Regions from separate parts of the Bos taurus genome. Here region 2 is linked to region 1. The links are chromatin contacts, called in public Hi-C maps. All regions are on one chromosome and are shown on one strand. Each heading gives the region's core, a stretch centred on a gene start, on an enhancer-like site or on the middle of the called end of the contact. The rest is flanking DNA. Distances are from core to core; before and after follow the strand shown. Region 1 has its middle 74 kb from the start of BTG1. Region 2 has its middle 270 kb from the start of PLEKHG7.

What was found. A called contact is a pair of places that touch in the nucleus more often than the background predicts.
Region 2: a contact with region 1 is called in a Hi-C map of liver, with 2.9 times the contacts expected there. The contact joins two enhancer-like sites. A contact is called at or near these places in 2 of 11 Hi-C or Micro-C datasets (liver and skeletal muscle).

Annotation. Positions count from the first base shown.
Region 1 is chr5:21,937,939-21,943,415 of ARS-UCD2.0, forward strand. No RefSeq gene overlaps it. Among named protein-coding and RNA genes, the nearest start is that of BTG1, 74 kb to the right of the region's middle. Within about 2 kb of position 1,518, at least 6 of the 102 cell types and tissues checked have an H3K27ac peak or open chromatin away from gene starts, as enhancers often do. A contact at or near this core is called in liver, where this site is marked.
Region 2 is chr5:22,295,481-22,301,437 of ARS-UCD2.0, forward strand. No RefSeq gene overlaps it. Among named protein-coding and RNA genes, the nearest start is that of PLEKHG7, 270 kb to the right of the region's middle. Within about 2 kb of position 3,306, at least 5 of the 102 cell types and tissues checked have an H3K27ac peak or open chromatin away from gene starts, as enhancers often do. A contact at or near this core is called in liver, where this site is marked.

The sequences.
Region 1 (5,477 bases), core at 268-2,767:
AAGTGCCTTTCTCAGACAGTATATGGAAGTGTCTGCACTTAATGGTTTATAAAGCTTTGGGTGGATGATACATTTTAGAATGTGTACTTATTTCAAAGTTGAAAAAAAGCTAAGATAATGGACTTCTCTGGTGGTCCAGTGGTTAAGAATCTGCCTGCTAGCGCAGGAGATGCGGATTTGATCCCTGGTCCGGGAAAATCACACGTGCTTTGGAGCAACTAACCTCATGCACCACAACTACTGAAGCCCGAGTGCCATAGAGCCCTTGCTTCACAACAAGAAAAGCTATAGCAACGAGGAGCCCTTGAATCGCAATGAAGAGTCGTCCCAGCTCAAACTAGAGAAAGCCTGCACACAGCACTGAAGACCCAATTCAGCCATAAATAAAGAAAGAAGCAAAGATTAGTATATGCCACTCACTAAAAAATGGAAAATCCAATTGTTCTAGTGCCTTGCATTTATACACTTTCCAGTGTATGATAATATAAACAGTGTCATTTTAGCCTCATATCCATCTTCTGTGAGATCCACAAGGTGATGGTCGTTGTATCCATTCCTGGGGAAACCGAAGTTCAAGTTGTGAAGGTCACCAATGTTTTAGAAATGTCCAAGTTCACATCACTATTTAAAGGCAGAACCAGGATTTGAACTTAGGTTCTGTTCACTCTTTCTGGTATGCAGTCTGCATGAGCCAGGATGAGCAAGATTACGTTGCAGTAACAAATGGACTTCAGATCTCAGGGGCTCACAGTAATATAGCTTGATTTCTTGCTCATGTCCCATGTCACCTGTGGCTTTGGTCTACTTTTTGTTTACAGGGGGATCTGGATGACAGATCCTCTACCTGGAACACAGGCGGTTATGGGGCAGAGTGAAAAGCAGGAGTGACGGACCTCACACTGGCTCTGAAATCCTCTGATAGAAAGTGGCTGTCAGTCTCAGTTCATTGGCCAAATCAAGTCACATGCACTTACCCCATATAATAGAGCAGAGATGTTTTCTCTTTCCACAGGGTGGGGCCCCAAACAGGAGTAAAAATGTTTCAATTTATGTTAGGGTAGTGATAGATAAAGTCATTTTATCCATCATCTTCTTGTACCATGAAGGTATTCACTAATCAATGTGGTACCGATTAAGAAACATTTCAGATAGGCTCAGCCAAGCAGTCATCTTATACAATTTAAAAATAAAATAACTAAATAAATTTAATATTTAAAAAATAAGCTCTAAAATATGCCTATTGTGCATGAAACCTCCTGCATTTTCAAATAAAGCAACTTTAGCTCTGGGAATAAACTTCCCATTGTTGGCAGAAAAATTGTATACTAACACTGACGTGATCCTGTGAATGGTCATCAGAGTGTCATATTTGAATGTGCAATGAATAAACATTGACAGAAATCCCCTTTGCCATGTGACTTCAAAACAGATACCAGTCGGTAGGGAACTACCGTTGTGCTGAGTAGGGGAAAAAAAAAAAATGTTCATACACTCTCCCTCCATGGAGCAAAAATCCCCTGCCAAAAATCACCTCTCCAGAAAACGCAGGACACACGTGGATTCTCACATGTGTTTGAGCACGCAGCCCCACCCCCTGGAAAGTCCTCCTGGCAGAGCCATTTAAACAAAGATCAGAGGAAGACAGAAGTAGGACATGAAACGGAGTCCAGGCATTCACAGAATCTTGCCTTCCCTTGAATCAACTGGGGCTCTAAAAAAAAAAAAAAAAAGAGAGAAAAGAATCATTCAGCAAGAGTTTAAAGTAGACAATTTCTAAGGTTGCCTGGCTTATAATGTCCCTGACAATTTTAACACCTTATGATTCTGTACATTTCTGGGATGAGAAGAAGCAAATCTATTTTCTCATTTAAGTACAAAAGAGAAAGAGGAAAAGGACTGCTTTATGTAATAAAATTGAGCAAGGAACAATACTGAAAAAGCATGTTCTAGGAACTATAAAGTTGTCTTGGGTTAGGCAATCTGCATATAAAATTCTGTTCCTTAAAGTTGCTTTGGCATTGAGTCCAGACTTGGTTTGTAGAAGTGACACTTCTCTAATACTTCTTTGAGAGAAGTGAGGGGAAGGAGGAATGCCCTGACTTAGAACTTTACCTTAGACTTTTTATAAAGGTCACCGAAGGGAAAAACTCATAAAGAATCATTGCCCTTTAGTCACTTTCAAGTATGAGACACGTTGTCCTTGGATAAAGGAGAACAGTTATAGCGTGTTACACTTTAGGTTAAATAATTAAATTGCTATGTCTTTTCTTTCCCCTGTGACTTTATATAGAATTCATGTTGAAATAAACCTAGATTATTAGGAAATATTTCTAAGTACATATAATTGTGCTTTTCTGAAATGCTTGGATGTAGCTCTTTGATTTTACTGGCATAACTGTCGCCAGCAAATCTCCAAAATGAATATTCACATTTTAATGTAGCCATAAGCAAAATGGGGTTTCAGGTACCAAAACACCAAAATAGGCTATGTGATGAAAGATGTTAAGGAGGAAAACGATACATTAACTATTTCTTCTCTAACAACCAATCTGAGAGTCTATTGCTTCTGTGGCTGCTTTCTATAGAAAGAAAGTGAGGACAGGAGTTGTGTCGACTCTTTTGAGTCCAACCCGACATGAACAAACTCATGTGATGGCTAACAGAGGTAAGTAGTACAAGAACAACATCCATGAAAAAAGATAGTGGCTCGTTTTGAGAAGAGAGGATGAATTATAGTGTCACAGGGTCAAAAGATTTAAAAGGAAATGTTGGGGTTCTGGGGGCTTAAACATAGCTTTTTCCTTTTCAAACTAATTCAGATTTCTCTTCAAATCCTTAATCAAATGTTTTACGAGGCCTACAGGTAGTAGTGGAATTCAGTGAAACTATACAGAGAATCAAAAAATTTTGTATACATATACATACCAGTATGTATATATATATACACACACATATATTTTGAGATATATTATAATTATATATGGATATATGGGCTTCTCAGGAGGTATGGTGGTAAAGAATCCATCTGCCAATGCAGGAGATGCAAGAGATATGGGTTCCATCCCTGTGTTGGGAACATTCCCTGGAGTAATACCCCACTCCAGTATTCTTGCCTGGAAAATCCCATGGACAGAGGATACCACTGAGCACACACACACATACACACATGGATGTATATCTATTCATATACCTATATGGAGATGCACACACACACACCATACATACTTATACATATATGGACACACACACATATATATATATGTACAGACATACATATGGTATATATACACACATACATAATGATTTTCCTTAATTTATGATTGGATTACATCCTGATAAACCTATCATAAATTGAAAATGCCATAAAAGTCAAAGATGCATTTAATACACTTAATCTACCAAACATCACAGTTTAGCCTAACCAACCTTAAACGTGCTCAGAACACTTGCGTTAGCCTTCAGTTGGCAAAATCATCTAACACAAAGCCTGTTTTGTAATAAGGTGCTGGATATCTCATGTGATTTATTGAATACTGTACTGAAAGTGAAAAACAGAACGGTTGTGTGGGTCCAGAATGGCTGTAAGTGTATCGATTGTTCACAGCTGTGTTCGCAGAGCTGACTGGGAGCTGCTGTCGCTGCCCAGCATCTTGAGAAAATATCAGACCACATAGCACTAACCCAGGAAAAGATCAAAATTCAAAGTACAGATTCTATTGAATGCATATCACTTTTGCACCATCATAAAATCAAACTCTTGTAAGTCAGGACCATTTGTATATGAATACATATATGTGCACATACATTCATATATGCATTTAACTGGTTATGGCACAGCTATTCAACTGCATTTAAAAACAATTGAACTCAGTCTTATATCAGCTCCAAAAATAAATGACAAAATTAAAGACAATTGTACAAAAAAATACTTTCAAGAAAATCCAGCACATTATATGTGCTTATATGTACAAACCACCAGTGAAAGCCAACTTTCTTGACTGATGCATTTCTTGATCTAATACAGAAGCTATAAAGAAAAGATCAGGGAGGTCCCTTGGGGAAGGAAATAGCAACCCACTTCAGTATTCTTGCCTGGAAAATCCCATTGACACCCCATGGGGTCATAAAAGAGTCAGACACAGTTTAGCTACATAACAACCAACAAATTTGCTCATATAAGGATTTAAAATCTTTTTTTGACAAAAGAAAGTTTCCCTTACCAGATAAATCGACAAAGGATAGGTTCAGGAATATTTGTACCACAGATGACAACAGTTTTTGTTTTGTTTTTACAAATTGACAAAAGTAGACAAACTCATAGGAAAATGAATAAAGAAACAAGAAATTCACAGAGGAATAAACCCACATGGAAAACAAAAACATGCTCGCATTAAATCAGTCAGGGAAATGCAAATTAAAATAACAACAATGTATATTATACCCATCAGACTGGCAAAAAAAAATGAAATGATCAATAAGCTCTACTGGTGATGGCTATATGGAAAAATTGCTGCTTATACATTGCTGTGAGGAATTTAGCTGTTAAAACTTTTTGACAAGCCATTTAGCAGCATATATAAAAAATTAAACACATACCTATATGTGCCATTCAACATTGCAATCTCCTCTTGACACCTCCAAGATCATCAGAGCACAGGGGCGAATGTAAGAGAACACATATTCATAGCAAGAAAAGGAGAGGGGGACAGGGATCCCAGTAAATGTTCAGCAGTGAGAACATCTAAATAGATTACAGCTCATCCATACCATGAGTTATTACATATCCACTCCAAAAAAAAAGAGTTACAACTGAATAGTCACTTTGGAGAGATTTCTGTACATACATCATAAATGAGAAAAATAATAATAACAGGGTGGTCCAGTGGCTAAGAATCTGCACTCTCAATGCAGGGGGGCTGGTTTCAACCTCTGGTCGGGGATCTAGATCCCACATGCCACAACAAAGATCGAAGATCCCGTGTGCCACAACTAAGACTCAGAGCAGGCAAAGAAATAGTAAAAACTAGCAAGAGAAAGAAAATGTGCATATTCAGTGCTCATAAAACAAGTTAAATAGATCACCCCCATAAACATGTGTAAGTGTAATATGTATATATGTGATCATATGAGCGAGGGGGAAAACGTGGAAGCATGCATCAGGTCACTAGCAATAGTTCCATGCCAGAGAGGGGTGCAGAGGGGATGCAGAGGAGAAAAGAGAGGGAAGATGAGGCTAAACATCAGGAATAAAACAAAACTAACTATGCTCAATATTTTGTAACAGCCTGTAAAGGAAAACAATTTGAAAAAGTATATAATGATGATTCAGTTATCATTATATACTTTTTCAAATTGTTTTCCTTTACAGGCTGTTACAAAATATTGAGCATAGTTAGTTTTGACCTGTTGATATGTTGTAGACCTGAAATGAACACAACTTTGTGAATCAACTGTATTTCAATAAAAAAAAGAAAGAA
Region 2 (5,957 bases), core at 2,056-4,555, 360 kb after region 1:
TTTGAACGTAGCAAGTACTGGATCTTTTATGTATTTTCTTTAAGTTTTCTTGAAAATGAAACAGTTCCTTTTTTAAACTCATCTCTCTCATACTTATGTGACTAAAAGAAGCTATTGGGCAGTCTCAACATTCTAGCTGGAATTCTTATTAGCCAAATCTACCAGCTCATTAGTTATCTTTTGCATTTTTCACGTCACTGCAAGTGACAATTTTGCTAATTTTTCTACTATTCTCCTCAAGCGCCATCAGGCTTTTACTCAAGTCCCTCAAAACCCCTCCTAACTTCTCCCACCACTCTGTCCCAGAGTCAGTGTCCTGTTCTAGGTTTCATTACACTAGCACCCAACTTCCAGTTCTCACAATCTGTTCTAATTATCTACTATCATGTACAAAACATTTCAAACAGTGGCTTCAAACAATAATACCACTTATTTTGATCACAAATCCTGGATTTGACTGGGCTTGGAGGGATGGTTCACACTTAGGATCTTATGAGGCTGTCATGGTGCCTGGGACAGGAGTTATTACCAAAGCTTCATCACTCACATCTGGCATCTAGGCTGGGAGGCCTCTAAGGTGCCACTTTATCTCCACATGATCTTTCCACGTGGTGGACACAGGAGAGATGAACTTACATGGGGCAAAATCTCCCACAGTGACTGTCCCAGGAGACACTGGCAGAGCCAAAGGACTTCTCCAACTCAGATCTAGAAGTTACCCAGATCTCCTCCTTGGCATTCTATCATCAAGGCAGTCACAAAGACCTTCCAGATTCAAGGAGCAGGTTGGGGCATGGACTCCCCTTCTTGATTTCTCCTTCTGATAAAAAATATTCATAGACATATATATTAACACTACTTCAGATATGCTTGAAGGATGATTAATTTTAGCAGGAAAGGCGATCTAAACTTCTAATGATGCAACTAGTTTCTACCAATGATGTTAGAAACATATTATGTATGAAGCAGCTGACCTGTGTGGATGGTCAAGAGAGACAGATGGTAGTCTTTTCAAAGAAGGTGATGATATAAACCATGTGAGGGTGTGCATTTGGAGAAAAAATTGGGATCCAGAGGAAATGAAGACATCAAATTCTTAACACACATAGATCCATCCTTTTAAGGAAGTTAGAATGTGTCTTTAATATGTTTCTTGAAGGGCAAGAAGCAACAGTTAGAACCAGCCATGGAACAATGGATTGGCTCAAAATTGGGAAAGGAGTACATCAAGGCTCTATATTGTCACCCTGCTTATTTAATTTATATGCAGAGTACATCTTGCAAAATGCTGGAATGAATGAAGCTCAAGCTGGAATCAAGATTGCCAGGAGAAATATCAAGAACCTCAGATATGCAGATGACACCACCCTAATGGCAGAAATTGAAGAGGAACCAAAGAGCCTCTTGATGAAAGTGAAAGAAGAGAGTGAAAAAAGCTGGCTTAAAACTCAACATTCAAACAACTAAGATCATGGCATCTGGTCCCATCACTTCATGGCAAATAGATGGGGAAACAATGGAAACCATGACAGACTTTATTTTCTTGGGCTCCAAAATCACTGTAGATGGTGACTGCAGCCATGAAATTAAGACACTTGCTCCTTGGAAGAAAAGCTATGACCAACCTAGACAGCATATTAAAAAGCAGAGACAATACTTTGCCAATAAATGTGTGTATAGTCAAAGGTATGGTTTTTCCAGTAGTCATGCATGGATATGAGACTTGGGCAATAAAGAAGGCTGAATGCTGAAGAATTGATGCTTTCCAACTCTGGTGTTGGAGAACACTCTTGAGAGTGCCTTAGACTGCAGGGAGATCAAACCAGTGAATCCTAAAGGAAATCAACCCTGAATATTCTTTGGAAGGAATGCTGAAACTGAAGCTCCAATACTTCGGCCATCTAATGCAAAGAACCAACTCATTGGAAAAGATCGTGATGCTGGGAAAGATTGAAGGCAGGAGGAGAAGGGGATAACAGAGGATGAGATGGTTGGATGGGATTACCAACTCAAAGAACGTGAGTTTGTGCAAACCCCAGGAGATGGTGAAGGACAGGGAAGCCTGGCGTGCTGCAGTCCATCGGGTCTCAAAGAGTCAGACACAACTGAGCCACTGAACAACAACAACAAGAATATGCTATTTAGAACAGAAACAGTCGAAACCCACTCTCTCTTTTCAGAGTTAGGGAAATTCCAAGGGGTAACGTTCTGTTCCAAGAATATCAGACTTGCAGAATGTGTTTTATTGAAGGCAGGCAGGCAACTCCCTGCTTTACAGTAATCAATATTTTCATGCCCTGTCCTGCAAATGCAAATAGAAAGCTTGCTCTAAATTCCTGATGCCTTTCAGAAAGTTACAGGGCATATTATTTTTTCTGCCTTGTTTATTTTTGTCCTGGATAGCAGTCAATCAGGGATTCAGTTCTTTTACTCTTATAATTAACATTTATTTACCTTTTCTTTGAGAATCCCATACCTTTTGTACAGGAGTAGCCAAGTTGAGTCATAACAAGACTAAGGAGGCAGTATAGACCTGGAACACCAGATGTGGTGCCTCTGAGCCTCGCTTTCCTGTTCTGTGTAGAAGCGCTAAGTGGATGTTTTCTTCTACTAGAAATGACACCGATGCTGTATGTGTCTTGGATAAGAAGTGAATTAAAACCAGAAAATATCTTTGCACTAATGTTTCTTTTAAGTCCTTTCACAGCGCTACTGTTGTGCGATCAGGTGGATGAATTTCTTTCTTTCAAGAAGTCTGTATCTAAATCATAACTTAATAAATAGACCATTTCAGAAAAACAATACTGTCTGGCACATTTCAACTTCAAGGAAGTTTTCTCTGACTGTACACTTCTCTGAGTGTATCTGGTCTGTAATTCTTGGAGAGCATCAGCCGTCTGCCCGCAGTGGCTGTTTCCTGTGTTTACACTCTGGCCCAGGCCTCCCTTGGTACTGAACATGAACCATTTTGCAGTGCTGCTTGTTTTTCAGGGGCTTTGTCCGGCTCCTGCATCTATATACCACACGCTCCACAATGCCCAGTGTATTTGTAGGCACCCAATAAATATTTGAGAAAGAAACGAATTTCTTTTCCCGTCACCTTCTAATACGCTGATAGACATCAAACCTAAGTTAGAAGTTCGCGATGATGATGTTTCTAAACTGGATACAAACAAAGACGTTCTTGTTTCTGCCATTTTGAGAAAGTCGTGTGAGTGCTGGAGATCAGAGGAGAAAAGCTTTGCAGATGCCTGGAAGCCCGTCCAGTCTACAGGACTCCAGGGAGTGCACTGGCTGCCTTTCCTCCTGCACAGTTGCAACACAAGTGGCCACAGTTGTTTACCAACCCGGATCCAATTCCTATCTCTGACCTCATTTCTTTAATCCACAAATATCAGGTCACTATATATTTTAATCTTATTCAATTCCCAGGAAAAGGCCTGCTGTCATAATCAGATTTCAGCTGAGGAGTGAAAGCCATGATATGAAAAGTCTAGCATCCTGTGACAAACTTGGATTAAGCTATGATTGTGTAAATGTCGTTACTGCAAAATCCAAGGTCAGAATTTACATGCTCTTCCTTAATGATGACTTGCTAGCTTTGGCTTGACTATGCTGTAATCAACTGAAAACATTCCATTCTTGGGAATCTTTTATCTTCTAGTCAATCTAGTTTGGCAGATCTTGTTATGCCTTAATATTTTTGAAACTATTAAAGTAAACAATAAATGATCTTTCTGGGAAATGCTGCAATGGAGGTGCTTCTGGAGGTGGACTTTTCATAGTTCTATTTCTGATAAATAATCAGGTTTTTTTCCCTTTAAATAACTACAGAGATTGTTCTATTGCTCAAACGACCATTTGGGACAGGGGTTTTCCCATCTGCCTTCCTCCCCTTTAATTTCTACTTTTAATGAATGAAAGTAGGGTGAGAACTTACAGGGCTGGTTGTCATAATTGCTATTGCTAGGTGTGGACGTTAGTCACAATAGTGATTTATGCAGGCTTTCAAGTTACCATATGGAAGTGCAGCTCCAATGGGGAGAGAAAACGGGGTTCCCTTGTCCCATTCTGCCCTGCAGTGCCAAGGCATTATAGAGTAATCAATAGGAGCAATTTGCTTTAGATTCAGATATTACCTGGATTCCCAATCTTTCAATCCATGATACTTGGGTAAGTGACACTTCCTTATAAGTCTCAGTGCCCATGTCTGCATAAGACAGTGGTAACCATCTTATGGAACAATGTCTGTGTAAATGAGATGATGCTTATCAAGTGGTTAGCACAGAGCTGGGAGCATAATGAGTTCAATCAATGGCATCCATTACTATCACATCTCAAATAATGCCTGACTTCTGTAAATCTACTGGGGAAAAGGATTCAAAACCCTCTTGACTGGCAACTCATTTCATACATGATAGTATACATGTCTCTATGCCATTCTCCCAAATCAGTCCAGGTTCGATGCACGATACTGGATGCTTGGGGCTGGTGCACTGGGACGACCCAGAGGGATGGTATGGGGAGGGAGGAGGGAGGAGGGAGGAGGGTTCAGGATGGGGAACACATGTATACCTGTGGCGGATTCATTTCGATATTTGGCAAAACCAGTACAATATTGTAAAGTTTAAAAATAAAATAAAATTTAAAATAAGCTATAAAAAAAAAAACACAAAAAACCCTCTTGATATAGGGGTGTGAAATACCTCAGTATTTGCTTCCAGTTCACAGGGTACCTCCTTGAAACTTTACAAATGTGGAAAACAACATTATGGCAGGCCTGCCTTAGTGATGTGATCATTTCAGGGTTTCTCCATATCCTAAACATTCCAATTTTTTAAATCCATTTTAGACACATTTAGGAATTCCTGGGTGAGCTTGGGATATTCATTAACATCTCTGAGCCTCCATAGTCTCAGCTGTAAAAGAGGTATAAGACTTGCTTTGAAACATGGTCATGAGTATAAAAAAGGAAAACAAGATTTCAATGTAAAAGGTTTCAGTTTAACAGTAAGAAATAGAGAGAGACCCAGGAGGAAGAACCTATTACATCTAAATTTTTCTTTCTGGTAAATGTTCCTTCTATTCTCCTCAACCTCATGGCACACGTTACCAGCTTTGGAGCAACTAATGAATAGTCGGTAATCTCCCTTAGGAGAGGGCCACTGGGTGACGCTGTATTGGTCTCAGCCACAGTAAACCTTTTGCCCAGAGAAAATGTAGAGTCTACTAGCAGAAAGCTGGTGCTTTCTTACTGGCCTTTAGCAAGGACCTGATTCCCTTCAACAAAATGAGTAATTGTTGTTGAAAAAAGCCTATGTGCATTTATATAGTGAGAGGTGTTTTATGGGATTAGGTGAGTAATGAAAAAGTAATCATTATCATAATTTTATAACCTAGACATAAAAAAGTGGAGAAGGACCCACTTTTTAAAATATTTGCCATTTAATATCTTCAGGCAAGTCAATATATTGTCTTATAAATCAGCAAGCAGTAGCCTGGGGTTAGAGGCTGGAAGGTTTAGAGGAGGAAGGGACCTTAGATGTCACATAACACTGTCTGCCTTTCACAAAGAGGAGCAAACGCAGGACCACAGAGGGCCAGGGAACATGCCAAGGTCAGGCACAGCCATTTGTTTTGATTACCTCTAGAGAGTTGGAGAAGGAAATGGCAACCCACTCCAGTTTTCTTGCCTGGAGAATCCCAGGGACGGAGGAGCCTGGTGGGCTGCCATCTATGGGGTCGCACAGAGTCAAATACGACTGAAGCAACTTAGCAGCAGCAGCAGAGAGATTCTCAGCTTCCCTGGTGGCTCAGATGGTAAAGAATCTTCCTGCAATGCAGAAGGCCTGGGTTCAATCCCTGGGTCAGGAAGATCCCCTAGAGAAGGAAATGGCAACCCACTCTTGTATTCTTGTCTGGAGAATCCCATGGACAGAGGAAGCTGGCAGGCTACA